2 separate regions of the Mus musculus genome follow, and region 1 is linked to region 2. Evidence: chromatin contacts called from public promoter capture Hi-C data. All regions are on one chromosome and are shown on one strand. The core of a region is the stretch at or near the end of the contact, and the rest is flanking DNA. Distances in the headings are between cores, read along the strand shown. Region 1 overlaps Rab31 (RAB31, member RAS oncogene family). Region 2 overlaps Vapa (vesicle-associated membrane protein, associated protein A).

Region 1 (2,786 bases), core at 85-2,584, 140 kb before region 2:
TACCTTTTTTCAAACGGGCTTGGATAGGGCTGGCTAAGCGTCTTCCAGGAGCAGCAGGGCTGGGCTTTGAGGTTTTTGAGCCCTGGTGCAGACTGCAGTGATGCTCCGCACTGCAGAGCTGCGGGTTTCCAGCCATTGCCAGCCTTCCTTCCAGCCAGAGCAGTCTTGGACACAGACGCGCCACCAGGAAGAAGAACCATAGTAGATCCTGATGGAGACTGGAAGGGAGCTTCCAGGGCCCTTAAGGATGTTCTGTGTATCTTTTTTTTTTCCATTGTTTTTTTTTTCCTGCCTTCTAATATATTTTTATTTATAAATAATCCTCATTTAAGAAACAATCCAATACCGGTGTGGTAGCTCGTGTCTTTAAACTCAGGAGGCAGAATTAAAGCAGCTGGGGAGGCTGAAGGCAGGAGAATCCCAAGTTCAAGGAGTATCTGGGCTGTGGTAAAATCAAGGCCAGCCTGGGCTAAGGTGGGCTCAAGGCCAGCCTGGGCTATGGTGAAATCAAGGCCAGCCTGGGCTATGGTGAAATCAAGGCCAGCCTGGGCTACTTAGTGAGATCTTGTTCCAAAACAAAAGTAGGAAAGAGCCAGGACACAGCTCAGTTGGTCCAACAACCATGAGACCTTGACTAGAGTTTGATTCACAGTAGCACAAAACAAAAACAAAGATGAACCATGCCCTGGACTGGAATTTTCTCCTGGGGTAAGGTGTTCAGAATTCAGCCCCCTAGGCCTACTTTTCCTTAGAATCATGTATTTCCTGAGAATTTTGTGACTTTTCTTTCTACTTTCTCTCTCTTTTTTATTTTTAAGATAGATTTATTTGCATTTATATGAACACACTGTAGCTATCTTCAGACACACACCAGAAGAGGGCATCAGATCCCATTACAGATGGTTGTGTGCCATCATGTGGTCGCCGGGACTTGCACTCAGGACCTCTGGAAGAGCAGTCAGTGCTCTTAACCACCGAGCCATCTCTCCAGCCCTTTCTTTCTACTCTTGCATCTGGTAACTTCTTCTGTTTGTACATTGCCAGCTGATGGAAAGGAAAAGTAACTTTAATTGAGTCAGGAACTGTTGCAGAAAATAAACAGGACAGATAGATGTTGTCTTGAGTCAAACAACTGGAGGTGTAAGGCCTAAGGAACATACAGCTGAGTGTTTTCTCCCTGGTACCACAGAACTACACTCCAAGCCTTGTGAGGGTCATCCCTGGAGTTTTCAGGCTAGTTCCTAAGGAAGGGAGCGCTGGTGTAACCCTTCACCACAGGTCCCTGCTGGTGTAGTTGTGGAAAGATAGTGAGCTTCCATTGTCCGGATGCGCTTCCTGTCCTGCTTCCAGCTGCTCCAGCCTGTCCGCTCCAGTGCAAAACCAGTTCTGTTACTCACCCCTGACACACCATGAGTCAGAGAAGCCCAGGCATCAGCCAGCCATAGCCCGCTTGCAGGCCAGATCTGCATCTCTCTTTCCTGTGGTCTTAGGCTCCTGCCACTGCTGAGGGGCACAAGCCCAGCGTTCTGCAGTCCTTCTGCTTCCCAACTTGATTAGTGAAATAATTGTCTTTGCCAATTCCTTTTCTTGCGCTCTCCTTTAGTTTTTTTTCCCCCTTTTATTTTTTCATGTCCTATAGATAGGAAATTTAATCTTTTTGTCCCACCACCCCTTACCTTTACATTTGTGCTTGTATGGGCTCTGTACATTCATACCGTGGTATGTGTATGGAGGTCCGACGGCATCTTGAGGGGTGTTCTCTCCTTCTGCCACATGGGTCCCCAGGGATCCACCTCAGGTTTTTGGGCTTGGCTGGCAGCGTCTTTACAAGCTGAGTCATCTTGCCAGCCCTTGATAGGAAATTTAGAACAAACAGGAAAAGGTCATTTACTGTCTCCAATGGGGAAGTGCGTTGTGCACTTATTTGTACACTCTAAAATGTCTGATTCTACTCTTGTCTGAGATCAACTTAAGTCCTATGTAAGCTTCTAGCTATTTAATAAAAAGTCTGTTGGCCACAGGTAAAACAAACTTCTCCATAAAAAGCCAATTTGTGTTTGCAAATTTCTTTTGTATCTGTTTGTTTGTTTGTTTGCCGAGACAGGGTTTCTCTGTGTAGCCCTGATTGTCCTGGGACTTAAATTGTAGACCAAGCTGACCTAGAACTCAAACAGAGATAGCCTGCCTCAGCCTCCTGGGTGCTGGGATTAAAGGCATGTGCCACATCCAGTTCTATATCCATTTATTTACTTTAAAAATTAGGTTTGACAACATATTTTAATTGATTGCAACATCATTAACAATGAGGTCAATAAAATCTTAACACATTTTATATCTGGGATATAGCTGTAGCATGAAATGAGTTGACTTCCTTTGATAATCATTCTTTTTTTTGTATATATTTTTTTAAGTTTAGACAAAATGTTATTTTTAGCCAGGCTAGGTAGCACCTGCTTTTAATCCCAGCACCCAGGACTTGGGAATCCTGCTACTGGGCGTGAAGGCACTCCCAAGAGAAGTACTTGTACATGGATGTTCATAGCAGCCCTGTTCAGAAATGACAGATACAGTCTGGGAGTCCATTAACAGTGAATGGATAAACAAATGGTGGCCATACACAGACAGGAAAGAATCGGGCTGGGGGCTGGGGCAGCTCCGTAGTAAGATGCTTGCTTAGTGTGCCCAGGTATCCCAGCACCAAGGAAAGAGAAATCTGGCGGTCGCATAGTCTGATGAGGGTGAGCCTTAAAACTCTGTTGTTAAACAAAGAAAACCAGACAGAAAAG
Region 2 (2,700 bases), core at 188-2,687:
TTTACCAACACTCAAAGTTTATTGTACATGGTTGGTGAATTTTCTAAATCTAGATTTCAAAGTATGACTGTTGCAAAGTTTTAAAAAACATAGTCTTTGTTTATGACTCAAACAGGTTAGAAGGTGACTCTGGTTCAGGGAGCTTGCAGCCAAGCTTGAAAATAGTTCAATCCCTTGAACCCACATGGTAGGAAAGCATTGATCCTGATGATGCTGTGCATGTAGACATACAGTCTAAGTGACAAATAAGGGAATGAAAAAGGCTAGATAAAAATAGGAAGGCTTTTATAATGTCTTTTCCTTCAGGCTTCTTGACTTTTCCCTCCCTTTTTGGTGCTGGTGGTTGAATGTGGGACTGTAGCCATGCTCCAGTAGTCTTCTTAGTGCTCTAGTTAAGATCATCAATATCACTCCTTTGACAAATAAAAAGCAAAAGCATAAAATAGATGTTTAAAAGGCCATTTAAAACCATTAAACAAGAAAACCATTACAAGACCATTAAAACAATTAAAATGCCTTCAAAATCAACAAGAAATTCTTGCTGTGAAACTTAGACTGTATAATCTGTTTTGGCTTTTCAGATGAAACCAAATAAGTTTATCTTCACATCTCACAGCCCGTTTTAAAAACAAAACAAAAAACTGAGGATATACTGGTTAAGTAGAGCTGGGTCAGCTTTTTGAATTCGTTTTGTTGAGTACAGAATTAAAGCTTTAAGACAAGACTTCGTATTTAGATAGAGCATATGACATACCACTCATAAGTACTTAATACACGTGCATGAATGAATTGAGACAAGTGAGTACTGTCAGGTTTTAGTTTTGTAGTTGGCCTGTGAACGTAAAGATTAGCACTGGTGAAGACCACTGGGGGACTTGTGTCAGTCATGTGATGTGTTATGAACATGCTATATGAGTACAGTTTGGCTGACAAGATGGCTCATTGGATGGAGATCCTTGTTGCTAAGCCTGAGGACTGGAGTTGGATTTTTGGACCCCACATAACGAAAGGAGGGCACCAGTTGTAAAAAGTTGTCTTCTGATCTCCACATACGTACTGTGACATGTACATGTTCATATGTGCAACACAAACATGATAAATGTAACCAAAATTAAAGAACAAAAATCATAGTTATTTTATGGATGAAATCATCAAAAGTTGAAAAAAAAGAGAGACAATTTTTGTTTTCTTTAGAAAAGTGGGATTGAGATTATATTAACTTAATCTTGAATTATGCTTTTGTTGTGACTCCAGTTAATCTTTTCTCTGTCTGCCCCTTACCTTTCAGGCCCCTTCACAGATGTAGTCACTACAAATCTTAAATTGCAAAATCCATCGGATAGAAAAGTGTGTTTCAAAGTGAAGACTACAGCACCTCGCCGGTACTGTGTGCGGCCCAACAGTGGGATTATTGACCCGGGGTCAATTGTGACTGTTTCAGGTAGTACTCCATGTCCTAGACCTTTGTAGGTTTGAATATTGACATTTCATGACTGTTGCATTTGATGTTTAGTGTTTTTATCTGTTTATTATTTGGCTTCAGTGTTTGTGTAAAGATGTTCCTTGGGTATCTTACCGTACAGACATTTTATTGAACCTTTCCTCCTCGAGACTTACGTGGGAGTGTATGATTGCCTAGGGTCAATTTGAAATGTTATCTATTCTGTATTTCCACAGCTTTCCACTGTAGCTTGTGTTCTTATTTATCTTTGAAATGGCACTGTTTTGTGATTAAATCATGTTCTGTGCATCTACAGAAGCGTTTGAGTCTTAAAAAAAAAATGCCTGTTTTGGGCCTACTTTTAAAATCAGATGAGTTTTTATTCCTTTCAGTGTAAATGACAACAGTGTCTTGTTCCTTGTTTATTGCTTACAGTAGTTCCTTCCATACACATCACGTATTCCTGCTGTGAGATCTACTGTGCTATCCAAATGTTCCTTTCTTAGACAGCCTTTCCAAGGAGACAGTACTTTGTAACACGTGCCATAGGTGGCAGGTCTGACAGCATGTGTGGCTCCATGAGACTTTAACTTGTGGGAAAACCTCTCTGTGCTCACACAGACTTACTCCTTTTTTTTTTTTTTTAAAAAAAAACAAAACAAAAAAAACAATAGCTTTCAACTCCTGCATTTGTTAATTACAAAAGGCTCAGGAAAAATGGATTATGTCATTACAGATCATGGAGTTAGAAATGTGTGTATTAAAATTCTTGGTGACCTGATAACTTAGGTGATCCCTAAATTTTAAGATAACTACAGCTTTTATTTTCAAGTTTATAGAATATTAAAATAGTAAGTTATTTAAGGCTCAGTGAGACTGTTTAGAAGTAGAACCTGACTGTAAATGTATCCAATATACATTAGTAATTACTGATTTGTTTATCACCTCATCTTGGATTTACGTAACATAAATTGAACTGGAGCCTTAAAACTTGGTACAGGCAACTCAGGTCTGGAGACGTAAAAGTGAATGCTATTGGGATCTGGGAATAAAGTCTAAAGACCAATCAGTTATCCTTTGTTTTCTTAAAATTAGATTTAAACAAATGAACACATTCTGAGTAATTGTTTAAAATCCAGTTTAAAAATAAGTTATATTAAAAGTGTCTAAGTTATCTAAATTAAAATCAACACAAAATGAATTTAATAATAATTGAAAGTTAAAAGGCTGCTTGTGCCTCTTGAGGATAATTTAAGTTT

What was found. Capture Hi-C pulls out chosen DNA fragments and counts their contacts.
Region 1: a promoter capture Hi-C map of liver shows a contact between it and region 2. The contact joins two enhancer-like sites. A contact is called at or near these places in 1 of 15 datasets of contacts at CTCF or cohesin (the NIH/3T3 cell line), 6 of 484 Hi-C or Micro-C datasets (B cells, the N1E-115 cell line, Th1 cells and 3 more), 5 of 115 datasets of contacts at active chromatin or transcription factors (the HPC-7 cell line, the NIH/3T3 cell line, bone marrow-derived macrophages and 1 more) and 2 of 9 other capture datasets (embryonic stem cells and liver).

Annotation. Positions count from the first base shown.
Region 1 is chr17:65,736,394-65,739,179 of GRCm38.p6, reverse strand. The region is part of intron 1 of Rab31 (RAB31, member RAS oncogene family); the gene reads left to right. Among named protein-coding and RNA genes, the nearest start is that of Rab31, 35 kb to the left of the region's middle. Within about 2 kb of position 1,334, at least 146 of the 459 cell types and tissues checked have an H3K27ac peak or open chromatin away from gene starts, as enhancers often do. A contact at or near this core is called in liver, where this site is marked.
Region 2 is chr17:65,593,643-65,596,342 of GRCm38.p6, reverse strand. It overlaps Vapa (vesicle-associated membrane protein, associated protein A), which reads left to right. Exons shown (of 6, transcript NM_013933.3): 2 at 1,289-1,441. Among named protein-coding and RNA genes, the nearest start is that of Vapa, 19 kb to the left of the region's middle. Within about 2 kb of position 1,437, at least 3 of the 459 cell types and tissues checked have an H3K27ac peak or open chromatin away from gene starts, as enhancers often do. A contact at or near this core is called in liver, where this site is marked.